7 separate regions of the Mus musculus genome follow, and all the other regions are linked to region 6. The links are chromatin contacts, called in public HiCAR-type, HiChIP or PLAC-seq and promoter capture Hi-C maps. All regions are on one chromosome and are shown on one strand. The core of a region is the stretch at or near the end of the contact, and the rest is flanking DNA. Distances in the headings are between cores, read along the strand shown.

Region 1 (4,091 bases), core at 1,530-4,029, 1.7 Mb before region 6:
ACTCAGCTCAGAGCTACAGGATGGCAGGTCTGTCTCTCTGTTCTATTCCAAAGCCTTTATGTTCACCTACTCTTCTAAAATCTGATAGGGAGGGGACACTGGTAACCCTTCACCCACAGTCTAAGTTTGCCTGCCACCCACTGAACACTATATACTTTGTGCATAATGAAAGCAGCCTTTTAAAATGTGCAGGTATGTTAGCTTCTTAGTGTGATTGCTCCTAAATACCACCTTGGATCTGCTCATGAAAATGCTGTTCAGGAGGCAGAAGCAGGCCAATAACTATGAGTTCAAGACCAGCCTGGTCTACAGAGCTAGTTCCAGGACAGCCAGGGCTACACAGAGAAACCCTGTCTCGAAAAAAACGGAAAAAAAAAAAAGACTGTTGTAGGCTCTGTGGACCCATACACTGTAAAAACGTTTGATAGGGGGCTGAGAGGATAATTCGGTGGTTAAGAGCCCTTGCTGCTCTTGGAAGAAACTGAGTTAAATTCCCAGCAACAGGGTTGGATTGCTTACCCCTCCGGCTCCAGAGGATCTGATGCCCTCTTTTGACCTCCGCCAGCACCTACATGCACATGGAGATTTCACAGAGAGAAATAAAAGTTAAGAAACAGGCTCCGTGGGTAAAGGCGTTTGCTGTTGAGCTTGACAACCTGAGTTCAGGGCCCGGGAGCTGTGATGGCAGGACAAAACTGGTTTCTCCAAGTTGTCCTCTGGCATTTACATGTCTACACATACACATGCACACATAATTAGTTTTAAGTGCTTAAGACTTTATAAGCAGTTGATAACTAGATTTGACTCTCCATAGCTTGCCAACTCAATATAAATTAGTTTACTATATCTAAGGGTAAAAATAACTAAAAATGGAAAATGACTGAGTGTCGGCAAGTATCAGAAATATAAGTACTTGCTAAGTGATCAGAGAGATAAATGCTACCTACCAGTGGATAAAAGGAAAACTAACATTCTTTTTTTAAGCACGAGAGCTTTGCCTTAGGTGTCAAGAGTAAAGAGAAAAAAATATTTTCTGTTTTTGTTTTTTTTTGGTGTTTTTGAGACAGGGTTTCTCTGTGTAGTCCTGGCTGTCCTGGAACTCACTTTGTAGACCAGGCTGGCCTCGAACTCAGAAATCTGCCTGCCTCTGCCTCCCGAGTGCTGGGATTAAAGGCGTGTGCCACCACGCCCGGCAAAAATTAATATTTTCTAAAGAATTATTTATGTGTGTGAGTACACTGTCGCTGTCTTCAGACACACCAGAAAAGGGCATGGGATCCCATTACAGATGTTTGTGAGTCACCACGTGGTTGCTGGGAATTGAACTCGACCTCTGGAAGAGCAGTCAGTTCTCTTAACCCTCGGCCATCTCTCCAATTCCAAGAGAAATCTTTTAAAAAATGATTTATGTAATATATATATATATATATATATATATATATATATATATATATATGAATGAGTGCTCTATCTGCATGTATACCTGCATGCCAGAAGAGGGCATTAGATGGTTGTGAGTCTCCATGGAGTTTCTGGGAATTGAACTCTGCACCCCAGGAAGAGCAGCCACTGCTCTTAACCGCTGAGCCATCTCGCTAGCGCCGAGAAAACTTTTTTTTTTTTTTTGCATTAGTTTTGGGGCTTTTCCCTAGACTATGTATGTTTTAACCATTTCTCTCTTTTTTTAAAAGATTATTTATGTGAGTACACTGTAGCTGTACAGATGGTTGCGAGCCTTCTTGGGAATAGAATTTTTAGGACCTCAGCTTGCTCTGGTCAACTCCACTCAGTTCCTGCTCGCTCTGAGCCAAAGATTTATTTATTATTATACATAAGTACACTGTAGCTGACTCTTCAGACGCACCAGAGGAGGGCATCAGATCTCATTACAGGTGGTTGTGAGCCAACCTATGGTTGCTGGGATTTGAACTCAGGACCTTCGGAAGAGCCATCAGTGCTCTTAACTGCTAAGCCATCTCGCCAGCCCGAGAAAACTAATTTTTTTAAAGGTTTTATTTATTTATTATTTATATGAGTATACTGTAGCTGTCTTCAGACACACCAGAAGAGGGCATCAGATCCCATTACAGATGGCTGTGAGCCACCATGTGGTTACTGGGAATTGAACTCAGGACCTCTGGAAGAGCAGTCAGTGCTCTTAACCGCTGAGCCATAGCTCCAGCTCCCGAGAAAACTATTTTTGATAAACTGGAATATTTAGGACTTGATCTCTGCTTTGAAGTCATGTAAGTTATATTAGGGTGCCCCCCCCCCCCCCCGAGAAAACAAATGAAGCTGAGGTAGGGCAGAAGCAGCATCCCAGAATGGCCAGCCTGGGTCCACAACGTGAGTTCCGAGCTAAGCCAGAGCTACACAGTCAGATCATGTCTGAAAGATTAAATGAAGACTCCTTTATAAAAAAATCATTTAGTAATCTATTGATAAATAACTTTCCCAAAGGAAAAAATAAGCACGAAAATGGGAATGGTTGCCTCCAGGAAGGGTAAATAATAGAAATGATTAGTGTGCAACACTTGAAAATGTACGTCTGACCTTAAAACAAATTTTGAAAGATTATATTTTAAAAATATATGTCAGCAGGAACTTGGTTTCCGCGGCAACCCGCGCGGTACATTGTCTCTTTGTTCTCTAGTTCTATTCTAAAGCAGCCCGCCCCTGGCCCCGCCCCTAGCCCCGCCCACAGCTCAATGATTTCCGCCACCAACTGAGGTCCCGCCCCTTCTCCAGCGAGCCGCTACGCTTCCGGCCCAGCCCGCCACGCAGGAGGCGGAAACCCGTGCGTCCGGCTCCGCCCCCCGCGGCGGAGCGTGTCGTCACTTCCGCCTTTCTCTCTTTCCCCGGCCTGGCTTCCCGGCGCGGATTGTGAGGGGTTCTCTCCTCTACGCGGAATCCGTCGGAACCATGGTGAGCCTAGCTTTCGGCCAAGGACTTAGGCTCCCTGCTCCGCCCCGCTGTGTCCTGCCGCCCCGCTGGTCCTCTTGTCTAACCGGAGTCGCAGGCTCCGAGCGGCCGCCTCCTGGCCCCTCCGCACATGGCTCGGGCCGGGCATGAGGCCTGCGTGGGACCGGGTGACCGAGCTCTCCGCGCGGGACGGGAAGGGGGAACGCACACTAAGTCAGCATCTCTTTGTAAGATCAGGGCTGTTTCTCGGCTAGGGGACCTTGGCGACCCCCGGTCCTCACCCCAAGTGAAGAAGTTTCTAGCAGGACCTGCTGGCTCCGCCCTCTTCGGGGCGGGGCTGGAAGGGCGAGTGGCCGTGCTTGCCTGCGGAAGATGGAGGGTAGCTAGGTAGCTATGTTGGTCCGTGCTCGACCGGCCCAATGTTGCCTTTAGTTTTGCCATTCAGACCAGTGGGTCGGTGTGATGATTTATTCCTGGCGCCCATATGAGCGTCCCTCTCCCCATTTAAGTAAATACCCCACTCCCAGGACGGATTCCTGAAATTAGATGGTAAACCAATTTTCCTTTAGATAATCTACTTCCCGATCTAGTGAGAGGCCCTGGACGGGTGTTAACGAGTACTGGCATTCAAACGGCGTGTGTTGGCTTCCTCTCTTAGGCTTCCCTTTCCCTCGCACCTGTTAATATCTTCAAGGCTGGAGCTGATGAAGAGAGGGCCGAGACAGCTCGCCTGGTAAGCCCGTCTGTTGCTTTTAAATGATAAAATCCAACGCTTTGTGAGGGTAAATTCTGACCGCCTTTTCTGATTTTTCTTTTATAATTTAAGTCGTCGTTTATCGGTGCCATCGCCATTGGAGACTTGGTGAAGAGCACTTTGGGACCGAAGGGCATGGTAAGAAAGATAGGGAATTTTTAGAAGTTTCTTTTGTTTGTTTCTAATTTTGCTTTCCTGCGGTCTTGCGTAGTAGTGGCTGGCCAAAATTTTAATAATGGTTTAAAGCCTTTGGTGTAAATGTAGATAGTAACAATGTTCTTATTTATGTTTTTTAATCTAAAACTTACAAATTATAAACCGTTCTCCTGTGTTACCATCCCCAATCTCACATCCCTCTCCAGTGGCAGCAAGTGTTACCATTTACAAAACTTGCTGGTATTTTTCTTTTCTTTTT
Region 2 (3,551 bases), core at 279-2,778, 1.8 Mb before region 6:
GTCTTTTTTTTTTTTTTTTCTTCTTCTTCTTCAGTCTACTAGGAGGCATGAAAGGCTGCTTGAACTTGAGAATTCTGGAAGTGTTTACAAACACTTCTGCAATTACATAAAGCACAAGGCAGTACTTTATATACAGCAATAGTGATGGCATTGTTTGCATCTTAAATTTGTAATAAGGGGTTTTCTTTTACTCTGCCTTTCTCAAAGCAGATTGTCTTAACACTTGTCCCTGCAGTATTTAACAGACACTATGCATGCTAAGAAACTCTTTTCTTTTTTGCTCTTCCTTTTTTCCTCCTCCTCTCCTTCTTTTTGGACAAGAGTCTTGCTTCATAGTCCTGGCCACCTTTGTCTGGAAACTCACTGTAAAGCTTAGGCTGGCTAGAAACTCTCCGGACTCTCCCTGCCTCAGCCTTTTTAGACTGCTGGAAACAAAATAGCTTGTCAGGTTTGAGCCCTTTTCTTCCATGTGGGGCTTTGCTTCATACTGAAAACCTGCCTTTAATATTTGATGTTTCTTGATTTTGTGACAGAGCAAATCTTTTAAGATCGTCTCACTTCTTTGCCTGACACTGACTCTGTAGGCTCTCATACTGTCTGTCTTTGGTAAGTTTCAAAAGTGCCCAGGTCTTCTCTATTGCTAGTTACTGGTTAGGTATAAGAATTGTGCGGACGTACTCAGTCCTGGGTACTTTGAAATGCTTACTATTGCGTTATGCATTATATTATTTTTAACGTCTACAATCCAGAGATGAACACGACACACACACACACCAGGGTGAAATGTAAAGAAACAGGATCCTGGCACTAAGATTGCATAGCCCATCATCTCAGCCTTTGTTTAAAGTGCAAAGGATGACCCATATAGGGAAATAATTTGGCTCCCGTCTTTGAATAATTTGAAAAGTCTTGTTTGGGGCAAATGAGAGTTCTACGCATACCACAAATTAAAGTAAAACCAAGAGCCAGCATATGTGGTAAAGTCCGATACTTTGGCCGATTTCCTTCTCTGTAAGACACAGAGAATAAAAGCACCAATTTCCAGGAGTTTGAAGGTTATTAAATGAGTTAACGCCACCGAATCGCGTAATAAATGCCCTGTCTACCACGCCGTAAGCCTTCCTTCGATAAATGTCAACTGCATTTTCACGCGGGACAGAAGCGAGAAAGGATAACACCGCCGGCCGGTCGGCAAGCCGGTGAATGCTCCGGGCTCGGCGAAATTAGATTCTCCGGGCCCCTGTAGAATTAAGTAGAAGGGAGCGATCCTAACAGGCGTTAAAATAAGGGGTGCCAGCGGTAGCTCGGGGCCCGCGGGACCACAGGGGTTAGCAAGGAGCCCGGGGGCGGGGCTCGGGGGCGGGTCCGCTGGCGCCCGGAGCAGAGGCCACGCCCCTCCCGGGAGGGCTGGCAGCTCCAGCCTGGGAGCAGTTCCGGTGCCAAACCCCTGCCCTCCCCCGCTCCCCCGGAAGTGCTTGTCTAGGGTTCGGGCTGGAGAGAGGCCTTGTAGACACAGGCGCCGAGGCTCCGAGCAGGGGGTCAGGTCGCGGGGAGAGTGAGGAGCTCCGCGGCTGCCACCCCGCGCCCCTCGCAGCGCCTTCGCGCCGACGGTGAGTAGCCGGGGACGCCGAGCGGGGCCTGCGCTGGGCGAGCGAGCCTCGGACCCGGCTGTCCGCTGCAGGTTCAGCCGTCGGGGATCCGGGGAAGGGGTTCGTCGGCCGCCGCGGAGCGCGCGCGGCCCGCGGGCCGGGAAGGGGCGCGATGCGGGGCCGCGGAGTGGGCGGGGCGCAGCCGGAGCGGGGTTCCCGGAGCCGCGGCCGCCCGCAGAGGGGGGACTCCGTAGCGGGGCCCGGCCGTCGGCGCTGCGACCCCCTCTCTGCATCGGGCAAGTGGGCTCGGTGCCTCCGCTGTGGGGTCTGTGCACTCGGACGCTGGGGACCGGGACAGCCAGACTGCACTGGACATCAGTGTCCAACTTTCGTCGCCTCTTGGATCTGTCCCCTCTTCCCGTCTCAGTAATTATCCTGTGTCCCAGGGGTGTAGTCAGTCCGAGGGTGGGGCGCTCCCTGTGTGGATGCTGGCGATCTCTTGCGGGGCTTGCGTCGGGGTCGCCGGAGGTTCGATTTGGACTCGGCTCGAAACTTAACTGGGTCTGGATGCCTGCGTAGGGTCGGTCAGTGAGGCAGTACCATTCCTCGAAGGGTCTTTGCTCCCTTGCAAACTGAAACTGTTGGGAGTTACTTCTTAAAAACAAAGATTTGAGGAGATTCGTAGATTCAGAGGAGTTTCCCCGTGTTCTTGCTGACGTTAAAAAAAAAAAAAAAACCATGCTATTCTGTAATCAGCCTTCCGAATTCCTGCGCTCATCCGAAGTCACAGTTGTTAAGACTTCAGTCGGGACCTTGCACAAGTTGACTGCAAAAGGCTGGAGAATTGTATCCTTTTTTTTCACCCCAGTTTGTTTACTTTCATACTTGGAACTGTCATTTCTTGAGCTAATTATATATATGTGTATATATGTGTGTATATACACACACACACACACATATACACACACACATATATATACACACACATATGTATGTATATTATATGTATATATATATATATATATATATATATATATATATATATAATTTCCCTCAGTTTCTCCTCGGAGGTTCTTCGTGTAGTCCAGTTGTGGGAACGCGGGGTGGGGGTGTTCCCACAGCGGGACAGAGGTGTTTGTTGATTTAAGCATATGAAGTGTTTAACTCCAATAAACTGAGACTTTCCTAGAGAAGAAAATCTTGTAGGCACTGTTAGTAAACTGAGTTTAGGTGATAAACTACGGATAAAAGGTTTGTAGGAAATAATGGAGCTATTTTCCGCTTTTATTGAGTTTTAAATTATTATCAGATAGTTTATTTGTTGCAAATGACCTTGTGGTGGTGTCAATATACACAAGTCATCTTCATGAAACCAGTGACATTATCTGCCCTTATTATGCTTACGTTAGGATTTATACTGTTTCTCTCTCTCTCTCTCTCTCTCTCTCTCTCTCTCTCTCTCTCTCTCTCGTACTTTCTCTTTCGACTACTGGAAGGGAAGATATCATGAATGAGGGGAATGATTTGAAGTGACGAGTTGCATATACTGTCTTATGCAAAAGAAAAGTTTATTTCATTAAAAAACAAATTCTCTGTGTGTGTAATGCCAGAGGTGAACCTAGACTACCCAGCACCATGATCATGATGATCCTTTTGAGACAGGGTCTCCTGAGCCTGGAGCTTGTACTTCCGGCTGGGCTGCTTGGCCAGCAAGCCCCAGGGACCGTCCTGTGTTTGCCCCATGTCCCCAGTCCAGGTCTACTGGTTATCGGCACATGGCCCAGCATCTAGTTTATAATGGAGGTGCTGTCGGTGCCAGTTCAGGTTCTCTCACTTTCTCAGTCAGCAAGCACTCGACGTGGGAGCAGTCTCCCCAGCCCCTCAAATCTCTGTCAAGGTTGTTGATAATAAACAAAGGGGGTGTTTTTCTAGCCCGTGGGAAAGTGTGAGTGAAGATAAGTT
Region 3 (4,096 bases), core at 849-3,348, 1.5 Mb before region 6:
GGGGGGGGGGTGACGGGAATAGATGTTCACACAATAGACTGCTGCATGGTACCAAATTATCAAGTACTAGCTACCTGCAATGTACTAACTTAGTAACAATGAAAAAGCAATGCTCAGATATGTAGCACATGCCTTTAATCCCAGTACTTAGGAGACAGAGGCGGGTGGTGGATCTCTGAGTTTGAGGCCAGCCTGCTCTACAGATTGAGTCCCAGGACAGCCAGGGCTACACAGAAATACCCTGTCTCAAACTAAACAAAACAAACAAACAAAAACATCAACAACAACAAATTAAATCTATGTGTGTGGGTATGTTACTGACATGTATGTCTGTGCACCACTTTTGTGCCTGGTTCTCATATAAACAAGAAAGGGTGCATGGCCTAGTTCCAGGATCCTCTGGAACCACAGCTATAGATGGTTCTTAACTGCCCTGTGGGAGCTGGGAATGAAACCTGAGTTCTCTGCAAGAGCAGCCAGTGGTTTGAACCAGCGAGCCATCTCTCCAGCCCCTTTCTGTGTGAGATCTTAAAATACATGTTAGAAATATCCTACATCATGGATGCTAATCCTGATAGTATAACAAGAGACAAATTCACAAGGGACATTCTATAAGACAGTAGACTGGTCAGACACAAACACCCAAAATCATAAATGAGCAATCAATGGAAGTGGCAAGAGGACTAGTCTGTCAATTAATTATTTAATTAGCTTGTTAACTAACTAACTAACTAACTAACTAACTAACTAACTAACGTATTTACCTTTATTTAGTTTCTAGTACTCTGGCTAGAACCCAGGGCCTCTTGTGTGCTAAGCCTTCACTTGACCTACAGAATGAGCCACATCCTCAACCGCGCTCTGAGGTTTACAAAACTAACAAAGGCCACTCAGGAACACTTACTGAACACTGTACTGGCGAACCAGAAGTCATATAACAGCTATTTCAGGATCAGGAGAAACTAAGCAAGATAATAATATTAATTGATGTTATTGTAGTTGAAATTGTGACACAAGTGAATGGCTTTACTGTACGGGGCACATACTGACTTATTTAGAGGACATGTCAAGATGTCAGCGACTTATTGTAATACGGCTCAGCCTAAAAGAAACTTTATCTACTAAAAAAAGAAAAAGGAAAAAGGAAGAGTATGAAGGTAATGACTAATAAATCTGGAAGAAAAGCCTCTGGGTATTTTGTGGAAGCGTTCGTTCTTCCAGATTTCTTTGCTAGGCTCATGATGGTTTTCAAAATAAAAAGTTGGACAGAAAAGAGGAAGGTTGGGGCAGAATGACAGCTTACCTTCTAACTATGTTTCTCAGGCGATTGCTAAACAAAGGAGAGCTAAGCAGCGAAGACGCTTTTTTATTTGGTTCTGTCTCAAGATTGTGAGGCAAAACTAGTTTTAAACGTTTCAAACTAAGGATGTACTTACAGAGGGACTTTCATACTTAGTCTACACATTTAACGTTTATAGGTTTTGAAGCCTGGGGATGGTGGCGCACGCCTTTATTCTCAGCACTCAGGAGTCAGAGGCAGGAGGATCTCTCTGAGTTCAAGGCCAGTCTGGTCTACAGAGTGAGTTCCAGGAGAGCCAGGGCTACACAGAGAAATCCTGTCTCGTGTGTGTGTGTGTGTGTGTGTGTGTGTGTGTGTGTGTGTGTGTGTGTGTGTTTGAAGAAATAGTCGTCTAAGTGTGTACTGAGGAAAATATAATTTTGCACTTTACATTTGAAACTATTGAACAAATTTTACTTTTTATTCTAACAAAGCCTTTAAAATAACCCAGTCTTTTTGGCCACCACCAAAACCGATTATATTGATGCTCCCCATTTTTGAGATTAAAGAAAAACAACTGTTTTTTTTTTTTTTTTTTTTTTTCTGGCTGACTAGATCTGCTTAATGAAGGTGGAGATGGAAGAAACGCTGGTGTAAAGAACCTATAAGAGATAAGGCTCTTCATTTATTGCCCATTTATGTAATTACATGTATCACCAAGGACAAAGGTCCTTAAAACAAAGCCCACAGGCAAAGTAGAAGCAGTTCCTGAGAGATAGATTTGCCATTACTTCCCTCTTCGTGATTTTTTTTTCCCTGTGTGGCTGCACGCCTTTTTGTTTTATAATCACATTCGAGAACTTAGCCATTGTTTTGGGCTTAAGGGAATGGCTGAAAAACCACTTCACGTCAATAAAAAGACTATGGAGACCTTCCAGGAGTTTTCCTAGGCTTTGAGTCCCAAGGACAGCACTTACTCCTGAGGTCTCATAGCTCCTGTTGGAAGAGGAAGCAGCCATTAGAACCCCAGCACCATGGATGTGCTGGGTGAAAACGAGGCTCTGCAGCAGTTCTTTGAAGGTAAGAGCCCACTGGGCACCACGGTTTCTTCTCTGAGCCTTGTCTCTGTCTCCACTCACTTTCACTCTCTGCGCCGCGGAGTCCACTTACGCTTCGCCCCTGGAAGAACACTATCAGATAACTCCTGCGTAGGGAAGTACAGGCTCTACTCGCTTCGTTGATAGCAAAAATCAGAGATATGGCTAATTGTTTTTCAAATCCAGGCTTCCATCTTACCTAGGTTTCTTCCTCATTAAGAGTCGAGTGGGCACCTGGATTATCACCTGTCTGAATGGATTAGGGCTCACTCCTTCTGTCCTTTAAATGCTTTAAAAATGCCAGCTCTGTCTTCTCGCTGAGATGACTAAATACCATGTAACAAAAAGGGTAGGATTTTAATTAAAATGTCTTAGTATAATTTAACATAATTAACTTCAAATCAGCCGAAGACAGCAAAGGAACGCCCACTTCCTGATCCCATCTTTCTGCTTGTTCATAACACTTTAAAAACATGAAGCTGGACGGCTGTTTGCGTTTGCAGTTGAACCTCTCCCTGATGAGTGTGACTGACAGCAGCGTCAGTACACAGGCCTTCTCGCTGCTCCACATCCAACATGGCGGCACAGTTGTTCACAGTTCATAGGGAGAATGTTCTTATGGTGGGTCTTTCGGACGTGTTAGGAAGACCTTGCCTCCATCACCCTTTTTTTGATGTATGATTGGGAGCGTCAGTGTTAGCCTGGCTTCAATTAGCCGGGCTCAGACTTCCTCTGGAAAGGAAAAGTGGCCAAGCTTTTACACGGTCCAGGGTTTTTCCGTGAAGGTGAATGAGGGTGGTCTAGGGTGCACTCGCTCCAGGGCAGTTAGCAGCACGCTCGAAAACTGGATCCTGGACTTTGTTGGGTTTTGTAAAGTGTGTGACAAATGAGAGCTTTGTAAAGACTGGAAAGAACTAAGGCCCAATGCTAAAGAAGGCAGGTCCCATCAAAGGCACTGTAAGACTCTGGGTCACGGCCAAAAGGAGCAGGCATAATGAGGTCATTTCTGTGGTTTAGATTTTGCTGGAAATGGCAGGAAAGTCAAATGAAGCTGTGAGAGTCACTGTGTTCCTTTGAGCCTGCATTCGGCCCCCTGGAGTCCTGCCTGCAACAGAGGCCAGGTTTGACATCATGCACCTTGGTCCTGCTTGGTGTGTGCCTCACACATTAATGCCATCACCTGGGTACCGCTTGGTGTGTGCCCCACACACTGATGCCATTACCTGGGTCCTGATTGGTGTGTGCTTCCTGTGGTAGTTGCCCGGACACATTTCTTTTGAAAGAGAAACCATCGTTCATCCTGTAGACGCAAAAGGTAGACTTTCTCTCCTTCTACTACTGAGAAACCCGGTCTCTGGTCTTTGCTTTTCCCGGAAGAGCTTTTAGCCTCACACAATTCACTGGCTAGACCCATTTGCCACAGAGCTCTCTATAATGCTGTTTCTATAAACCTCTTCTATAGCTACTGGAACATGTATTCTACATAGTACCTACTTATTATTATTATTATTATTATTATTACTATCGTTATTACAGTTTCCTTTTCAGCCTCAAACTAAACTGCACAGCCTCTTTGATGAGGAAGGAACCCGTTCTCCATGCGCAGTGTTCCCTCTTCTGAGTGTGTAGCAGGAGAGACGCTAATCTCTGGGGAAACAGAGGCACAAACCCTGACCACTACAGCTAGCTGCCAATTTAAAAGAATTCCTTCCACTATTTA
Region 4 (3,890 bases), core at 883-3,382, 1.9 Mb before region 6:
CATGATTCCAGGACAACAGCTTGAAGAAGACTAGGTCATACCTCAGGGCTGTGTAAATGTAGAGCAGAGACCAGCCATAAGAAATGTCACATGGCCTTTCCCGAGGAGGGAAGCAAGAAAAGACCAAAGCATCAACTGGACCAGAGTCCATCTTGGCAAACCGGTGAAACTACTGTGGTTACTCATGAGAGTATGGGTGAGGGGCCCCTCACAGGAACAGGGTTACCTCAAAGGCAACTGCATCACTGAAAAGCCCAGGCCCCAGTGGGTGGTGACTGGACATCCGACAACCCTGAGCTTGCTGGGTGGCTCTCAAGCAGCTCAGTAGGACAGAGTCTCCCCCAGTCAACTCCACAGGATGAGCACAGGCTCTGTCCTAGACTTCTGTCTCCTCCCTTCCCCCAATCATCCCTTCCTGCTTCTTTAACCTTGGGGGGGTGGGGTGGCGGCTCGTGTATCTTGTTAGCTTCAGAACTTCTTGAGCCTGTGAGTTGTTTACTTTCCAAGTCTCAGGAACCTCCTGTCTCCTTCCTGGAGGGAATGTCTCCCTTAGAAGCTCTAAGCTTATATCAGGTGATCAAGGAAGGGGAATGACATTTAGATATCAATTAAGAAACAGAGTTAGGACATACTCAAGAGCTGCCAGGACAACCTCAAAATACGGGATGACTATAGAAACAGCCAAGATTATCAAAAACAGGGGCTGGCAAAAGTAAAGGTACTTGTTATCAAGCCTGATGACTTTAACCAGATCTCTAGGACCCACATTCATTCTCTCTCTCTCTCTTTCTCTCTCTCAATAGATAATACAGTGAAAAAAAATACTTTTATTAAAGATTAGCAAAAATTGGGGGCTTAGTGGTTAAGAGCACTAGCTGCTTTTCCAGAGGACCTGAGTTCAATTCCCAGCAACCACATGGTGGTTCATAACCAATCTGTAGTGGGATCCGCTGACCTCTTCTGGTGTGTCTGAAGACAGCTACAGTGTACTCCCATACATAAAATAAATCTTTTCTTTAAAAATTAGCAAAAATTGATTGACCATGCTGTTAAATTCGCTTCTCGGTCTCCTGATTATTCTCATTGATTAGTGCTGTGCCCAGCCTTCATCAGAGAAGTTTATTGCAATGAGCAGTGGTTAATGCAGAAACCCAAAACTAGCCAAAACGCCCAGGAATAAGAGATGGTGGTGTGCTTAGCACTATTCGGGACAGTTGTACCACTCCTTCCAAGATTGGGGAATATTTCAGGGTATAAAGAGCCAGAGAATGGAGAGACATGTATCAAAAACGACACCTTCTGGCCACAACGTGGCCATTGCACTCATGAACTTACTGCAGCTGCGGTTATCTGCATAGGACCTGCGATTGCATGTTAACATTTCAACATGGATGGCGGGAGGGGTCCAGGGGCCTCACCCTTCCCAGAGGGACTATTGAAAATTCATGACTGTTTGGGAAAGAGATGCCATTTTCTTTAGTAAGGTACCACTGATAAATTACTCTTGCTTCGGTAAAGAATCCCACATCCATAGTAGGACAGGAAACGCCAATTAAAGCCAATAGGTCACGAACTAAGAGGGCATGAAAGTAGGAGGGGGGCTTGTTGGAAAGAAGAGTTCCAACTGGGGAAGGGTATGAGAGAGAAGAATGGTGAGTGAAAATAAGAACATGACCCTCTTAGGCATGGTTTAGGAGGTTTTTACTGTAGATAGGGAGAAAACAGATTCCCGACGAATCTGGAAAAGTCAGACTGAACATGGCCAGCAGAACAGATTGAGCCATGAAGAGCGGGAAGTGGAGTCATTTCTGTAGTGCCATCATGTTGGCCTTGGAAATCGAACTCAGGTCACAAGGCTTGGCAGCATATTCTTTACCAAGCCCACGCCCAGTTATCTGACCTGCCCAATCAGAAGCTTTGATTCCAGAGTCTATCATCTTGAAGTGTGTGGGGTTATCTCAACCCTAAAGCTACAAACGTTCACCATTTTGGTGCTTCCCTACCCTTAACTTCTGCCTAAAATTTATCCCCATCTCTCTTTATCCGCTGCAACAGCTCATCAGGCTCTTACCGGGGAAGGCTGCAGCCTCGCGCGTGCGCACTGTCTGCCTGAGCCCGTTGCGCATGCGCCGCCGCCCTCCCCCGCCCTTCCGCTCGGCTCTCCCAGCTCGGGGCTGAATGGCCGACCCCGACGCGGCGCGTGTGGAGGAGGTGGCTGTCCGGCTCCCCGAGCCCAGGCGACCCGCCCTCCTCCGGCTCGTGAGGGGAGCGGCTACCCCGCCGGCCTGAGCTCTCTCCCTGGCCGCCGCGGCTCCTTCCCGGGGACAATATGTTCAAGAGAATGGCGGAATTTGGACCTGACTCCGGCGGGAGAGTGAAGGTCAGTGCGCAGGCGCGGCGCGCGGGGCGGAAGCTCGGCGCTCATTGGGCCCCGAGTCCTCGTCACCGCCTCCGCACCGCCAAACACAAAGGTGCCGGGGTGGCTAGGGCATCAGTCGCAGACCCTGGATAGGCTCGTCCGTCTTGTCGTTCCCGAAGCCCCGTGCTGATAAAGTCAGCAAAGAGCGCTTAGCTTCGTTCGTGTTTAGTGAAGGTTGCTTAACACTGGACGTTGTGACACTCAGTTCCCTCCCATCTATATGTGTATTATTAATAGGGGTGGAGGTAAGAGAACGACTTGCAGGAGTCGGTTGTCAGGTGTCACCATGTAGGTGTGCTGTCCAGCCTGAGCTGCAGTCGTCTCTTCCCTGTGTGCCATCCCTCCAGCTCGCCACCCCCTCCCACCTTCCTACATCTGCTGGTTACTTTTTTTTTTAATTTTAAAATTTATTTTTATGTATATGAGTACACTGTAGCTGTCTTCAGGCACACCAGAAGAGAGCATCAGATCTCATTACAGATGGTTGTGAGCCACCATGTGGCTGCTGGGAATTGAACTCAGTATCTCTGGAAGAGCAGTCAGTGCTCTTAACCTCTGAGGCAGCCCTGCTGGTTATTTTTTAAGGTACCGGTTCAGGATGCTCTCCCCGTGCCCCTAAAAGGGGCTTCTACTTACAGATCTTATCACAGAAAGGATTTTTTTTTTTCCTTAAAAGAAATCACATCAGTCTACAAAAATTTTAAAATCCTCATCGGTGTCATATTATTTTTATTACCTTAATCATAGTGTCTATATATCCATAGCTGCCTTAACAGTATATGTAAGATGAGAAATCATCGAAAATCCTAAAGCCCTGAAATGCAATAGAAAGAAATACCAGGTAAAAGTCTGTGTTAGTATAAGAGGCTTTGTAGAGCTGTGCATTTGCCCAGGGTTTTAGGTAAGGCTTGGGGATGGTAGGAAGTGATTGCAGAGCAAAAGGTTCATGGGAAAACTCTTCTCTACTTGCACAAGTTAAATCTGGAAGTTTGTAGTTCAGGATAACTTGAGAAAGTTAGGCCTGTAGTCCTCAAATTGAGTTTCCTCCTTAGTAGCTGGGGAAGGGGTGGGGGTGAGGCAGGAACAAGATAGGCCCTTGAGAGGCCCAACCCAAGTGGCCTGTGTGTTCCCACTGTCCCCATCTCCTAGGCCATTCAGCTGTGAGCTGATCAGTATGCTAATCCCTTGGTAAGGTGCTTCTGTAGTCCAGGCGCCTCTCAGCCGCCAGCTGGGGACCAGCAATAAGCCTTTTGGGGGAGGGGGTACTCCATACCCAAACTGTATGTGCATAATAAGGATGACAGCAGAAAATGCTTGCCCTGAAATTCTCTCATAAACCGACCTTGGGTTTTGTGCTGTGCTTTGGTAAACACTGCCAGAGGCTAATCTAAAAGCCTTTCCCAGCCAGCAGAGCCGGTCACAATGGCAACTTGAACTCAGTAGCCTAGCTTTTAGGTTTGTGAAGGCATTT
Region 5 (4,067 bases), core at 1,229-3,728, 1.6 Mb before region 6:
AGTCCATATTGCACCAAGAAACCCGGCTTGTCATAACAATACCCCACTCCTGGTACCAACTTCTGCCTTAGTCAATGTTCTATTGCTGTGAAGAGACACTGTGTCCACGGCAACTCTTACGAAGGAAAGCATTTAACTGGGGCCGGTCTACAGGTTCAGTAATGTAGTCCATCATTGCCATGGAGGGGAGTCTGGTGGCATGCAGGCAGACATGATGCTAGAGAATGGGCTGGGAGATCTACATCCAGATCCACAGGCAGCAGGAAGAGAGAGACACAGGGTCTGGCTTAGGCTCTTTGTAGACCAGGCTGGTCTGGAACTCACTGTGTAGACCAGGCTGGCCTGGAACTCAGAGATCCACCAGCCTTTGCTCTCTGGGTGTTGGGATGTGAGGTGTGTGCATCTATGCCAACCCCTAAGCTTTTTATAAATTCCTTTTCACAAGTTGGAAGCTTGCTTGGGTGGAGGTCACCCAAGCAAATCTCAAAGTCCACCCCTAGTGACACACTTCCTCCAACAAGGCCACACTTCCTAATCCCTGTCAAGGACCCAATTATAATAATTATAATATAAATAATTCCCAATGACCAAGCTCCAAATATATGAGCCTCTGGGAGCCATTTCTAGTCATGGCTCTACAGTAACTCTCCCCATTCTCAAACAGTGCTAGAGCCCACTCTCTAAGACTACAGATGATCTTGTAGTTAACATACATGTGGGTCACTGTGGGATTCACACACATTAGCATTACTGTCTTCTGTAGACCCGTGATGTTTTGGGTCTTACATTGAATAAACTGAAGAGCCAATCCTCCAAATGTTCATATACCAAATAGAGCATTCTCCCTGTGTGTCAACCATCTCCTCTTCCTACCTTTACAGAGTTCTCTGTCAAGCAGAGTGCCTGTTCTCAAGACACAGACTAAAGAGAAAAGAGAGGAAAGTCTACTTATGATTCATGGGGAATATGCACTGCAAGAGTTAAAGCAGCAGTTCTCAACCTGTGGGTCGCAACCCCTCTGGGATCAAATGACCCTTTCACAGGGGGTCACCTAAGACATCAGAAAACACAGATATTTATGTTAAGGTTCATAACAGTAGCCAAATTACAGTTATGAAGTAGCAACGGAAATAATTTTATGGTTGGGGGTTAGTATACACTATGAGGAACTGTATTAGAGGGTCACAGTGTTAGGAAGGTTGAGAACCACTGAAATACAGTGTTCTGGGATCACAGGTAAGGAGTTAGGGTTGGGAGGCAGGCGAGCATCAGGGAATGGTTTACAAAGAAACTGGAGCATGGGTTAAGTAATTACCAATTCCATATGATAAAAGATGTGTGTGTGAGCCGGACAGTGGTGGTGCATGCCTTTAATCTCAGCACTTGGGAGGCAGAGGCAGCAGATTTCTGAGTTCGAGGCCAACCCTGTCTCGAAAACCAAGACAAAACAAAAAGTGTGTGTGTGTGAACATCTCTTTAGAAAAAAAATGTGTAAAACAGGGAGCCCATAAAGTTTTCTCTTAATAGTAAACTTGTCTCCTTTTGTTTGAGTCTTTGGATGGTAGGAATTTTTTGTAGAGGTGTGTGTGTGTGTACACATGTGTGTTTCTGTATGACTCACTGTGTCACAGAATGTGGTGAGGTACACTAATTACATATATTAAACCACTTAACTCTCAAAACCTTGATGAGGTAGACATTCTTATTTCCAATTATCAGTGAGAAGATTGGCGATATTGCAGATGAACTCGCCTAAGGTCACAGAGGTCAGTAGGTGGCTGATCACAGGGACCACACACATAGCTTCCTTTTTATTACCACCTCCTTGATGTACTCAACAGAATGGCAGCCCCTGCCTCTGAGTATCACAAACATTGGCGGAAATACCGAGGATGACTGCTCCCTCCCACCCCCCATCCCTGAGTTTGATTTTCAGGGCTTGATTCTGTCTGTACTTTGTTTTTTGTTTTCCAACTTGGAAGCCCGAATGTGGGATGGAAGTTTGATAAGCAAAACAAAACAAAACAAAACAATAGATATAGTTCCTGTAAAAGATGAGAGACGGTCTTTGGAAACTGAAAGTGGAAGGATCTGGGTTTACCAGCTCCCCGCCCATCCCATCCCCCCCCCCCCCCCCTCCCCGGGCCCCTAACCTCCTACTCCAGCTTCAGGTATCCACAGACGCGGAATTTCAGGTCGGTTCTGCTTGTCCTCAATACACAGTCCAAAGCCTCTTACCATCCCAGGAGAGTTCACATCCTCCAAAGGCAGCCACAGGATTTCCAGCCAGAGTGGTTCCCAGGGAAACCGCTGTAGAGGGACCCTGGACTCCGCGCGTGGATTAGCCTGCACCGAGCCCCTCCTGTCGCCAGGGGGCGCCGCAGCGCGCGAGTCCCCCTCGCCACTCCCTCCCGGTCCCGCCTCTAGTCCCGCCCTCTCTCCCGGGGCGGGGGCGGGGGAGGGGGAGGGGCGGCCGCTTCTCCGCCCGGCGCTCGGCGCAGGCGCAGTCGGCTCTCCCTCCCTCGGCTCCCATCGCAGAGAGCGCCAGCCGCGGCGGAGTGGAGCGGCGTCTGTCCGCCGCCGTCCTCCGCGTCTCCCGAGCTGGGCACGCGCACCCTGCGGCTCTGCGAGCGCTGCCGAGCGCGGGCGGCGGCCGCGGCGGATCCGGCAGGTGAGTGCGGCGGCGGGAGGGAGAGGCGGGCGGTGTGAGCACCGCCCCCTCGGCGCCTCGCCTCGCGCCCTTGTCCCGCCGGCCCGGAGCGCGGCCGGGCAGGTGCAGGAGGCGGCGGGGAGGGCGCGGATCGCGCCCGCCCGTCCGCCCGTCCGCCCGCCCGCTGCGGAGCCCCGGGGACCCGAAGGGCGGCGGCTCCGGCGCTCACCTGGCGGCCCGCGCGGCCTCGGTCGCGGAGTTGCTTAAGTCGCGGGCGGCGCGGTTGGCCGGGGATGTGCGGGGGTCGCCGGTTCCCGGGGTCTCCCCCGCCGCGCTCGGCCCAGCCTGACTTCGGGAATCGGGACCCCGGGAGTGGGAGAACAGCGGTTCCCCCTGCGTGGGCCGCTCGCCCCCCGCCGCCCGCGGAATAGCGAGGCTGGGGAGAGGATGGTGCCGGGTGGACGCTGCAGCACGCGAAGAGTTGCCAGTTGTTGGGGATTAAAACATCGATCCGTAATGGCTGGCTGGCGCACTCTCCTCCGAGTTAGAGCTGGTGCCCCAGAGGCACTTTAGTTTCAAGGAAATGTTGCCTGTTCCCAGCCTACCTGTTTAGACACTTCTCAGTGTCCCCCGTGTCAAGGGAAAGAGCCCTGTGATCTTTTGGCTCTGGAATGATTGCATAATTGGAGGAGAGGCCGATAAGAGGATTAAAACAAACCGTTCTATTGTAAATCTCTTGAAAGACCCGGTTTCTGTTCATTACACTGTTCTTAAGTTTTTGTTTCTAAACAATGAATCGAGAGGAAAAGGAGGCAGAGTAGGTATGCAGCCCATCGTTGTAAATATTTGATACTGTTAAATATTTCACCAGTTTTATGGGGCCTTGTTCAGTTAGCATGTGTTATTTATTTACCAGGACTGTGCGTTTTCAGAGGACTTTTCATGTTTGAATAGACACTGCATTCCGAATCTACTCCTCAAGGCCCTAGGGGAATATATTAACTGAACTTAACAGTTACACAGATTTACTCAGCAATGCATTCTTAACTATAAGAACAGACGTCTTTCAACTTTTTTCTCTTTCCGGCCCAAGGATGTTTTGAATTAATGCCTTCTTTTGTGAATGAGCGTGCTTGATGAGACGCCTCATTGCTTACATAGCAAGTCATTTGTGCTAGCGAATGATTCTCACCTTCCACTGCCTGGTTGATGTTCAGTTTCTTTGTGGAGCTTTGATGTCTCTGTTTAAATGCAGCTGTACTTTTGAATCAGTGTAATTCTATACTCTGAGACATATTCTTTGCCTCAGAGTTTCTTTATGCCTCTACTCTGCAGTATACGTGGATGCCCTACAGATATATATATATATTTTTTTAATGGAAAAATTACTGGGACTTGCCCACCCCTCATATTTACG
Region 6 (3,852 bases), core at 293-2,792:
ACTGGCACAATAGTACCCATGTATAAAAGGTGAAATCAGTCCCAAGACTCGGATTATCTGAGAATAGGATGGTCTGCTGTATAAATGAATGGACAGGATACACACCCTTGAAATTGTAGAGGAATTTTAATCCAGCAAGATGGCTCCTCTAGCAAGGGATTACATCCAAAGACCTAGATCTTTATGATCTGGCTAGATCGCAGACAGGCCACATCCCTTTAACCCCTCTGCCTGGAACACGGATACAACCTGAGTACAGTCCTTTAAGGTCAAATTCGTTTTTAGAAGGAAGGAGCCAGGTGTGAAAGTGATGTCTAATTGAGGGCCAGACAAAGTAACAAAGATCGAAAGATTTGACAGAATGAGTCAGAGACAGAATGCATCTTACAAGGACAGCACAGGAAAGAGAAGCTATTTTAAGAGCCCCAGTGCAGGGAGAGACAGCTAGTCAGAGGTGGGAGGCAGTGCCAGGAGTGCGGTGCAGTTGCAGTTGAGTTCGGGTTGTGGTTTTTGTTTGTTTCAAGTCTATGAAGTTCATTGCAGGTGAGCAGAGTCAACTAAAGCCAGAGAACAAGAAGGAGCCAGGTGATTAGAACAAAATGCCAGAGTTGTTTGAGGCTAGGCAGAACAATTCAATGGGAACTTGAGAGAAGCCAGATTGAATCAGGCAGCTTGGTGAGGAGTTTGAGCCAGAACAGCTAGGTTGAACCAGACAGCCAGAGTTCTAGAAAGAACTATAAAGGGTGAGCTTATTCAACAGTGAGCCCTACAAGAGGACAATACATCAGACGAATAAGTTACTTTTACAGATAGAGTGGATGGGGACAGACACTTCCACAATGTGTGTTAGAACAGTAATTATACAAAAGCTCAACCGTGGGAACTATATTTATGTTTACATACCGCAGTACCAGTTGAGTCTGGCCCAGGTTAAGAGCCAAGCCATTGTTTTAAGCTACTTTCTAAGTAATTTCGCTTCTAACGATAAACTCCTACGTCGTCCACACCCTATCGCCTGGTATGAATGCTTCATAAGTTACAACCCATTACTGGCTCTAAATTCACTCGCAGTTCATTATTCCATCAATGGCAGGTTTTAGTGACCCACACCACCCTTACTGGTGACATTTTTTTTTTCAAGTCTAGGCTGTCCACAAATCCCAAGACCTAATTTGTCCTAACGTCTATTTTGGAGGTGCTTTAGAAACAGCACTCCGACCCGCAAAGAGACACTAAGCAAACTCAAGCCGGGTTTCCGCCTCGACGAGTCACGTGAGCGGAGCAGGGCTGCTGCGCATGCGTACACGGAGGGAGTCGCGGAGAGACCAGAGCGACTCCCGGGGCAGCGGGGTGGGGACGTAAAGGCGCTCGCCCGCGCTGTTCCCAGCCTTGGTTCGCTTGCCCGGGCAGCGTACGGCAGAGGTGGAGCTGGGGCAGACTTGGAGCAGGGGCCCAGGGGGCGGAGCGCGCCGTGCGGGGGCGGAGCTCGGGGGGGGGGTCCGAGGGCGGGGAGGGGCGGGGCTCCGCGGTGCTGGCCGCTCATTGGCCACCGGTCGTTTGTGCTCCTTCCGGGTCCCTCTAGGTGGGAGCTGCCGGCCTCCCTGCTGGCCTGGCGGGTCCTCTGTGCATCCTCCCTGCACCTTCTTTTTCCAAGGGCGGCGTTAACCTCCCCGGGTCGAGCCGGAGCGCTGCGCCTGCAGCAGTGACTAGACGTTTTGGATTTACGATTCTATTTTGTCGTTCGGTTGGTGGAAGATGTTGGTATTTCTCTATGCCTCTAAAGGAGTATTGTTGCAAGAAACTTGAATGACTTGGTTCATCTGAAATGCTATCTATTCCCCCCCCTCAGGTGCTCGTAGCTCTATTTTCCATGACAGATAGTGACGACACTACGTGCAAAAGGTATATAAAGATGATTACCAATATAGTAATACTGAGCCTGATCATTTGCATTTCCCTAGCGTTCTGGATTATGTCAATGACTGCTAGCACCTATTATGGTAAGTAAAAGTGTTTTAAGTTTTGCTAGAAGTTAATGGGTGGAATTTTAAACTACGACTTCAAAATCCAAAAAATATGTAAATGGTTAAGAACAGTTATGTTCACTGCCGAAACCTGAATCTGGTTTGCTACGGTGATAAGATAAACAATGTCTAGAGAACTTTACAGCCTTCCATGATGTTTCTTGTGCTGATATTTAATGATACCTATCACAAAACGCATGTCTCAAATAATTACTTCTGTTTACCTTAGTTGGGGGGGGGGGAGACATAAAAGGTAGTTTTGTGAAACAATTTGGGGGATGCTTATCTTTTTAAGATTTGCCATGGTGTAGCGGTTTCATAATCCCGTGAGAATAACAAAGGAGGTACAGTCTTTTCATTTGCAAGTTGAAGAATTTGTCACTTCACACAAATAGATAGGTCTCGTGCAGACACTGTCCTCTTGCTCGTCCGGTTTGATCATCACCGTACCCTGCAGCCACTTGGTCTTTCCATTGGCTTCTTGGTACATCTTTGCTCTCATGAAGCCAAATCTTGCTGTCTTAGCTCCTACTACTGCTCCTGCTACTGAATTCTTCCTGATCCCTGTCTCAGCCTCCAGAGTATTGGGATTACAACCTCCAACCATCGTATATGACTTTACAGGACACTTCAACATAAGACAAGACTTTACGGACTTTTCTCCCTTAGTATATATTAATTGTACAAGCTGATGGATTTCATTTTGGCATTAATATATTCGGATTATATACCTTGGTCCTGTGATGGTTCTAAAGGATTATTTTGGATTTGGCTCTTAGAGTGGGGGGGGGGGTTAAATCCAGGGTTTTGCATATACTGTGCACCCATGCATGTGTTCAGAGGCTGCTCCATATCCAACTCTTGTTTGTTGCCTGTTTGGGTTGTTTTGTTTTAAGACAAGGCCCCAGCTTGTAGCCCTGGGTGATCTCAAATTCAAATCCTCTGGTCTCAGGCTCCTATGTTCTGGAATTATGTGGGCCAACATTCCAGTGAGATCTGTAACATTTCAAAACGGGGACTTGAGGTAGTGACTCTGGGTTGGGTGTGCTTGCTGTGCAAGCTTGGGGACCTGAGTCTGAATCTCCTGAACCCACATGAGGCTGGGCCCAGTAGAACGCATTTATAATTCCAGTGCTCCTAGGCAGGAGGAGGCATAGGAGAACCCCCAGGAACTCTTGGGCCAACTCAAAGTTATTCTGACTTCTACATACATGTTATCTATACACACACACACACACAAATACATATACACTCGGGCACACACATCACACATAAACATGCACACACACTGGTTTTTTTGTTTTGTTTTTGTTTTTCTGAGACAGACTGTCACTACATAGACAAGGCTGGCCTAGAACTTAAAGAGATCTGCTGGGATTAAAGGGCGTGAATGCACCACAACACTTGACACACACACAGATTTTAAGTTTTGAAGTTGTCTTAGAAGTTGCCTATGCACACAAGAGCATTCTGATATAAGTAAGTGGAACAAACTAGGATTTCTAAGCTCATCTCTTCCACTAGGACCAGACACCCAATGTAAATGAGTGAGCTATAGCTTCACTTCCCCAAATAAGGCTTTTTTTTTTCCAATCTTCTGTGGCTCAGTTGGCCCTATTAGCTCTTCGTAGTGTATGAAAATAATTTTAAGAATATTTAATAAACCAAGTTGTGGTGGTGGCACACGCTTTTAACCCCAGCACTTGGAAGATAGAGGGGCAGGCAGATCTCTGAGTTCGAAGTCAGCCTGGTTTACAGAGCAAGTTCCAAGACAGCCAGGGCTACACAGAGAAACCCCGTCTCTCGATAGATAGATAGATATATAGAT
Region 7 (3,775 bases), core at 299-2,798, 1.7 Mb before region 6:
AGCTTCAGGGAAAGACTTCTTTGTGGCATTTACAGCAGGGGCTAAAGTGCGGGGGGGGGGGGGGGGGGGGGGGGGGGAGGGGCTCAGGCTGTGTGACCACAGCTTTGTTTTTTTTATTTTCCTTCGAATCAAGACTGATTGGGTAGAGTTGTCCCTTTCAGGAACCAAATTAGTAACAGCAGTACATTGGTACTATGCAGAAGTTCTCGGGAAGGAAAGAGGCATGAGAGCTAGAGAGAGCTAGAGACAGGCCACTGAGCAGCTGGTGGCGTTGTTTTCTTTATTTTAACAAATACAGTCTTTGAAGCACTCACCAGCCTTGTGACCAGCTACTCCTGCGTGGTGGAAGAGTGCTGTGGCTGGTCTTGTTCTTTGGTGTTTCAAAATAGCTCGTGTGAAGGAACTGCTTCTGGCACAGGAGTGACAGTCACCCTGGATTCCAGGCCAGCAACAGCACACACCTTCCCCCTAGGAAGAGGTGCTGGGGGCTGGAAATGTTTTCTTCGCCCTATTCCTTTACAGCATCTCACCTGGCTTTCTCTCCATCAGCCCTGGGATGAGCCAGGACCATCCCTTCCGCTCTAATGAGATGCCTTCGGAGCAGTGGGGTAACCTTTGAATTGGCCTTCAACCTCAGCTGTTCAAGAGCTGGAAGGAAGAAGGGGAGGAGGTGGCTCTTGATTCTCTTCCTTGGCCAGTGCGTACCGCCTAGCTTTTCTGGGGTCAGGCTCTGGTGTCTCCTCTGCCCATCTCCCAACACGGCGAACCCCTTTGCCCACCTTGGGGGCATTTCTGCAAGGATTGTGGTCATAGATGACCAGCTTCAGATTTGTCAAGTGGGCCAGGCTGGGGAAGTAGCGGATACTGTTCCGATCCACGTCGATCACCTCCAGAAAGGGCATGCGAAGCAGTACCGAGGGGAAGTCAGCTAGCTGATTGCCGGAGAGCCAGATGGTCCTGAGCTCGCGCAGGCGCCGGAGCTGGCCGGGTAGCAGACGTAGGGCGTTGGAACCGGCATGCAGGGTTTTAAGGAGACTCAGCTCACACACCACATCGGGCAGCCGGGTGAGGCAGTTGGATTCGAGCCACAGGGTCCGTAGGTTCTGGAGCAGGCTGAGCTCATCCGGGAGGTCACAGAGTTTGTTATTGCCCAGGTAGAGGATGCAGAGCTGTTTCAAGGTACACACCACCCGGGGGAGAGCTTTGAAGTTGTTGAAATCCAAGGCCAGGATCTGCAGGTTCTGCAGCTGTGCCAGGTCGGGAGGCAGGCTGTGAAGGTGGTTGTCGCTGAGGTAGAGCTTCACCAGCTCCGTGAAGGAGCACACGTGCAGTGGGAAGCGACGCAGCTGGCTCCCGCTCAGATCCACCATCCTGTCCAGGGGCATCTCCCGGAGGTCTCCCACCACATAACTCTGGCAGCGGTCGGTGGGGATGAAAGCCACGAAGGCCCGGATGGTGTTTCCCATGTGAAACGGGCTGCAAGGCGAGCCCCTGCCCACCAACTCTGTCAGGGAGTGGGCTGGCTGTGCTCACTGCTCGGGAACCCTTCTACCCTCTCTTTATAACCCGGAATTCGGTGACAAAAGCCAGTCACTTTGACAGAATAAAGTGCTCCTGATAGCAGCTTGAGTGTCTGGTGACAGGCCGGACAGGCAGGGTCTGGGACGTCCTGTCCAACTCACATATTTGTCTTTAATCACTTAAGCCCTGATCTCTTATCTACTCTCTCCTGATCTCCCGCCCCCCCCCCCCAAATTGAAAAAATACTGTGACAAAGGTGGAGAAGTAAAAATGAAAAACACCTATATTTGTACTATGTAGGTAAAACTGTAAATATTTGAATGCATAGTCATCTCCTTTGTGTTACAACTCACCTAACCCGAACAAGGCCCTGCTTCAATCCTGAGTGGGGCACAAAACAACAACAACCCGCTGCTAAGTTTTCCAGGATGCATCCTTCAAAGTGTTGCCAAAGGCCTACATCCTTTACAGATTTTCTCCAGTTCCAACAAGCCTTAACCAATATGTAATCAGAAGCAATGGCTTCTGATTTGTACAGTCTTGCTTTGTGTCCAGCTAGCGTCTTGCCACACTGTAAAAGGGTACATTTGAGCTGGAAGTGGAGTTCAGTGGTAGGGTGCTCGTATGGCAGAATTGAAGCCCTGGGGTCCGTCTCCATTTCTGCCAAAACGAACACACACACACACAAATCCTCTCTTTGACAAAGGACAAGAAGGAAGGCTGACTAGCCTTCAAAAGCATAGATTAATTAGAATGTAATTATTAATTAATTCATTAGAATGTAATGCACCCGGGGGGGGGGCACTTTCCAGAGGTGGGAACACTTTCCAGACCCATTTAAATGGCCATTAAAGCTCTGTACTTCTCGTCCATAATCGCGTCCAGTTGAGAAAAGCAACGATGAGCCAGACCGTTCCAAGAACGAGGGCCTCCAAGGTCTGGCTGCTGGGGGCTGGAGAGATGGCTCAAAGGTGGAGAGCGCGTGCTGCCCTTTGAGAGGACCCAGGTTCCACGCCAGCCCTCATATCCACGCCATATCCACGCCAGCCAGCCCTTGTATCTGATAGCTTACAACTGTCTTTAACGGCAGCTTTGGATGTGAGGTGTGGGGTGATGATCCAACATTGTCTTCTGGCCTCTGTGGGATCTTGCATGTTGTGTCCGGCCAGCAGATCATAGCCTGGGTTCTAGCTTGGAAAGGCATTCTGGAAACCTGGAAGAGAAGAGGGGCTAGGCGGCGAGAGAAAATGATGCAGCTAAGACAGGCATTCTGATCAAAGCTCAATTTTACTGTTCCGACACTCAGTTATGAAGGAAGGGGGAGGGGGCCCGATTCCCGCCAAATAATCTCGGAGTTCAGTAGCAGGGTGACCACGTGTGTGACTCCAAACAGCAAAGCGGCACGTTCCACCAGTGGGCGTGGCAGAACGATTGAGCGGGAAGCTCCACCCCTGAGCAAGCACACACACACACACACACACACACACACACACACACACACACACACACACAAATAAAGGTAACTATTAATTTAAAAATCTGTCTACTGGAAATGGATGCAGAAGTGCTTACTGTCTCCCAGATGTGGCTCTGTGCTGTACAGCAGGAAACAGGCTCCTCCCCCTCCTCCAGAGTCTTCCCCACTCACTGGCCAAATAATGTCACCTGGGGTGACTTTACAAGTCAGCAAAGTATGTGCAAATCACATGCTGAAACTGGCAGCACTTTGGGTCATCCCGGATGCCGAGTAAACTCTGGGACAGACGCTTCCCTCCTCACAGCCCCAGTGTCCCATTCAGCACCCCATGGAATCTGGGTAGGCGAAAAGTGAATTGACCAAGTTATGAGTCTCCTCCTTATAGTATTGTGTTAGACTATAGAGCTCCTCCTTATATTACCTTGTTATAGTATAGATCTCTTTGTATTACCCTGTTATAGTATAGATCTCTTTGTATTACCCTGTTATAGTATAGAGCTCCTTATATTACTGTGTTAGAGTACAGATCTCCTTATATTATTTTGTTAAGAGTATAGATCTCCTTATATTACCTTGTTAGAGTATAGATCTCCTTATATTACTGTGTTATAGATCTCCTTTATTACTGTGTTAGAGTATAGATCTCCTCCTTATATTACCTTATTAGAGTATAGATCTCCTTATATTACCTTGTTATAATCTAGATAACTGTTAAAGATAAACAGATAAGTCTATATAAATTGACTTGAGAAAATACTTGGAAGTCTGTAACAAAAA

What was found. Promoter capture Hi-C pulls out the DNA fragments that hold promoters and counts their contacts. HiCAR-type assays count read pairs that join an accessible place to other places. HiChIP or PLAC-seq counts read pairs in DNA pulled down with a chosen protein or histone mark.
Region 1: a promoter capture Hi-C map of second pharyngeal arch cranial neural crest shows a contact between it and region 6. The contact joins the promoter of Cct2 here to the promoter of Tmem19 in region 6. A contact is called at or near these places in 4 of 39 promoter capture datasets (cranial neural crest, embryonic stem cells, hippocampal neurons and 1 more) and 1 of 9 other capture datasets (macrophages).
Region 2: a HiCAR-type map of astrocytes shows a contact between it and region 6, with 6 times the contacts expected there. The contact joins the promoter of Frs2 here to the promoter of Tmem19 in region 6. A contact is called at or near these places in 3 of 39 promoter capture datasets (liver and pre-B cells) and 3 of 115 datasets of contacts at active chromatin or transcription factors (astrocytes, large pre-B cells and pancreatic cancer cells).
Region 3: a contact with region 6 is called in an H3K27ac HiChIP or PLAC-seq map of embryonic stem cells, with 12 times the contacts expected there. The contact joins the promoter of Myrfl here to the promoter of Tmem19 in region 6. A contact is called at or near these places in 3 of 39 promoter capture datasets (frontonasal cranial neural crest, hippocampal neurons and stem cell-derived epiblast-like cells) and 2 of 115 datasets of contacts at active chromatin or transcription factors (astrocytes and embryonic stem cells).
Region 4: a contact with region 6 is called in a promoter capture Hi-C map of liver, with 3 times the contacts expected there. The contact joins the promoter of Yeats4 here to the promoter of Tmem19 in region 6. A contact is called at or near these places in 4 of 39 promoter capture datasets (hippocampal neurons, liver and pre-B cells), 1 of 115 datasets of contacts at active chromatin or transcription factors (astrocytes) and 1 of 9 other capture datasets (adipose tissue).
Region 5: a promoter capture Hi-C map of liver shows a contact between it and region 6, with 2.9 times the contacts expected there. The contact joins the promoter of Rab3ip here to the promoter of Tmem19 in region 6. A contact is called at or near these places in 5 of 39 promoter capture datasets (cranial neural crest, embryonic stem cells, liver and 2 more), 1 of 484 Hi-C or Micro-C datasets (neutrophils), 3 of 115 datasets of contacts at active chromatin or transcription factors (astrocytes, large pre-B cells and pancreatic cancer cells) and 2 of 9 other capture datasets (adipose tissue and embryonic stem cells).
Region 7: a promoter capture Hi-C map of stem cell-derived epiblast-like cells shows a contact between it and region 6, with 2.4 times the contacts expected there. The contact joins the promoter of Lrrc10 here to the promoter of Tmem19 in region 6. A contact is called at or near these places in 4 of 39 promoter capture datasets (the C10 cell line, cranial neural crest, embryonic stem cells and 1 more) and 1 of 115 datasets of contacts at active chromatin or transcription factors (acute myeloid leukemia).

Annotation. Positions count from the first base shown.
Region 1 is chr10:117,062,540-117,066,630 of GRCm38.p6, reverse strand. It overlaps Cct2 (chaperonin containing Tcp1, subunit 2 (beta)), which reads left to right and starts at 2,779. Exons shown (of 16, transcript NM_007636.3): 1 at 2,779-2,925; 2 at 3,581-3,655; 3 at 3,749-3,814. The coding sequence starts at 2,923.
Region 2 is chr10:117,146,451-117,150,001 of GRCm38.p6, reverse strand. Frs2 (fibroblast growth factor receptor substrate 2) reads left to right here and starts at 1,528. Exons shown (of 10, transcript NM_177798.3): 1 at 1,528-1,610.
Region 3 is chr10:116,894,881-116,898,976 of GRCm38.p6, reverse strand. Myrfl (myelin regulatory factor-like) reads left to right here and starts at 2,098. Exons shown (of 25, transcript NM_001033333.3): 1 at 2,098-2,359. The coding sequence starts at 2,314.
Region 4 is chr10:117,222,749-117,226,638 of GRCm38.p6, reverse strand. It overlaps Yeats4 (YEATS domain containing 4), which reads left to right and starts at 2,132. Exons shown (of 7, transcript NM_026570.4): 1 at 2,132-2,380. The coding sequence starts at 2,330. It overlaps Gm31963 (a long non-coding RNA gene), which reads right to left and starts at 2,153. Exons shown (of 4, transcript XR_872061.2): 1 at 2,072-2,153; 2 at 1-48.
Region 5 is chr10:116,948,864-116,952,930 of GRCm38.p6, reverse strand. It overlaps Rab3ip (RAB3A interacting protein), which reads left to right and starts at 2,478. Exons shown (of 11, transcript NM_001359645.1): 1 at 2,478-2,671. It overlaps 4933412E12Rik (RIKEN cDNA 4933412E12 gene), which reads right to left and starts at 2,369. Exons shown (of 3, transcript NR_038026.1): 1 at 2,239-2,369.
Region 6 is chr10:115,359,957-115,363,808 of GRCm38.p6, reverse strand. Tmem19 (transmembrane protein 19) reads left to right here and starts at 1,542. Exons shown (of 7, transcript NM_133683.4): 1 at 1,542-1,757; 2 at 1,850-2,000. The coding sequence starts at 1,871.
Region 7 is chr10:117,043,114-117,046,888 of GRCm38.p6, reverse strand. It overlaps Lrrc10 (leucine rich repeat containing 10), which reads right to left and starts at 1,548. Exons shown (of 1, transcript NM_146242.2): 1 at 121-1,548. The coding sequence starts at 1,466. The coding sequence ends at 642. Gm10747 (a long non-coding RNA gene) reads right to left here. Exons shown (of 3, transcript XR_872056.2): 2 at 3,094-3,333; 3 at 2,204-2,751.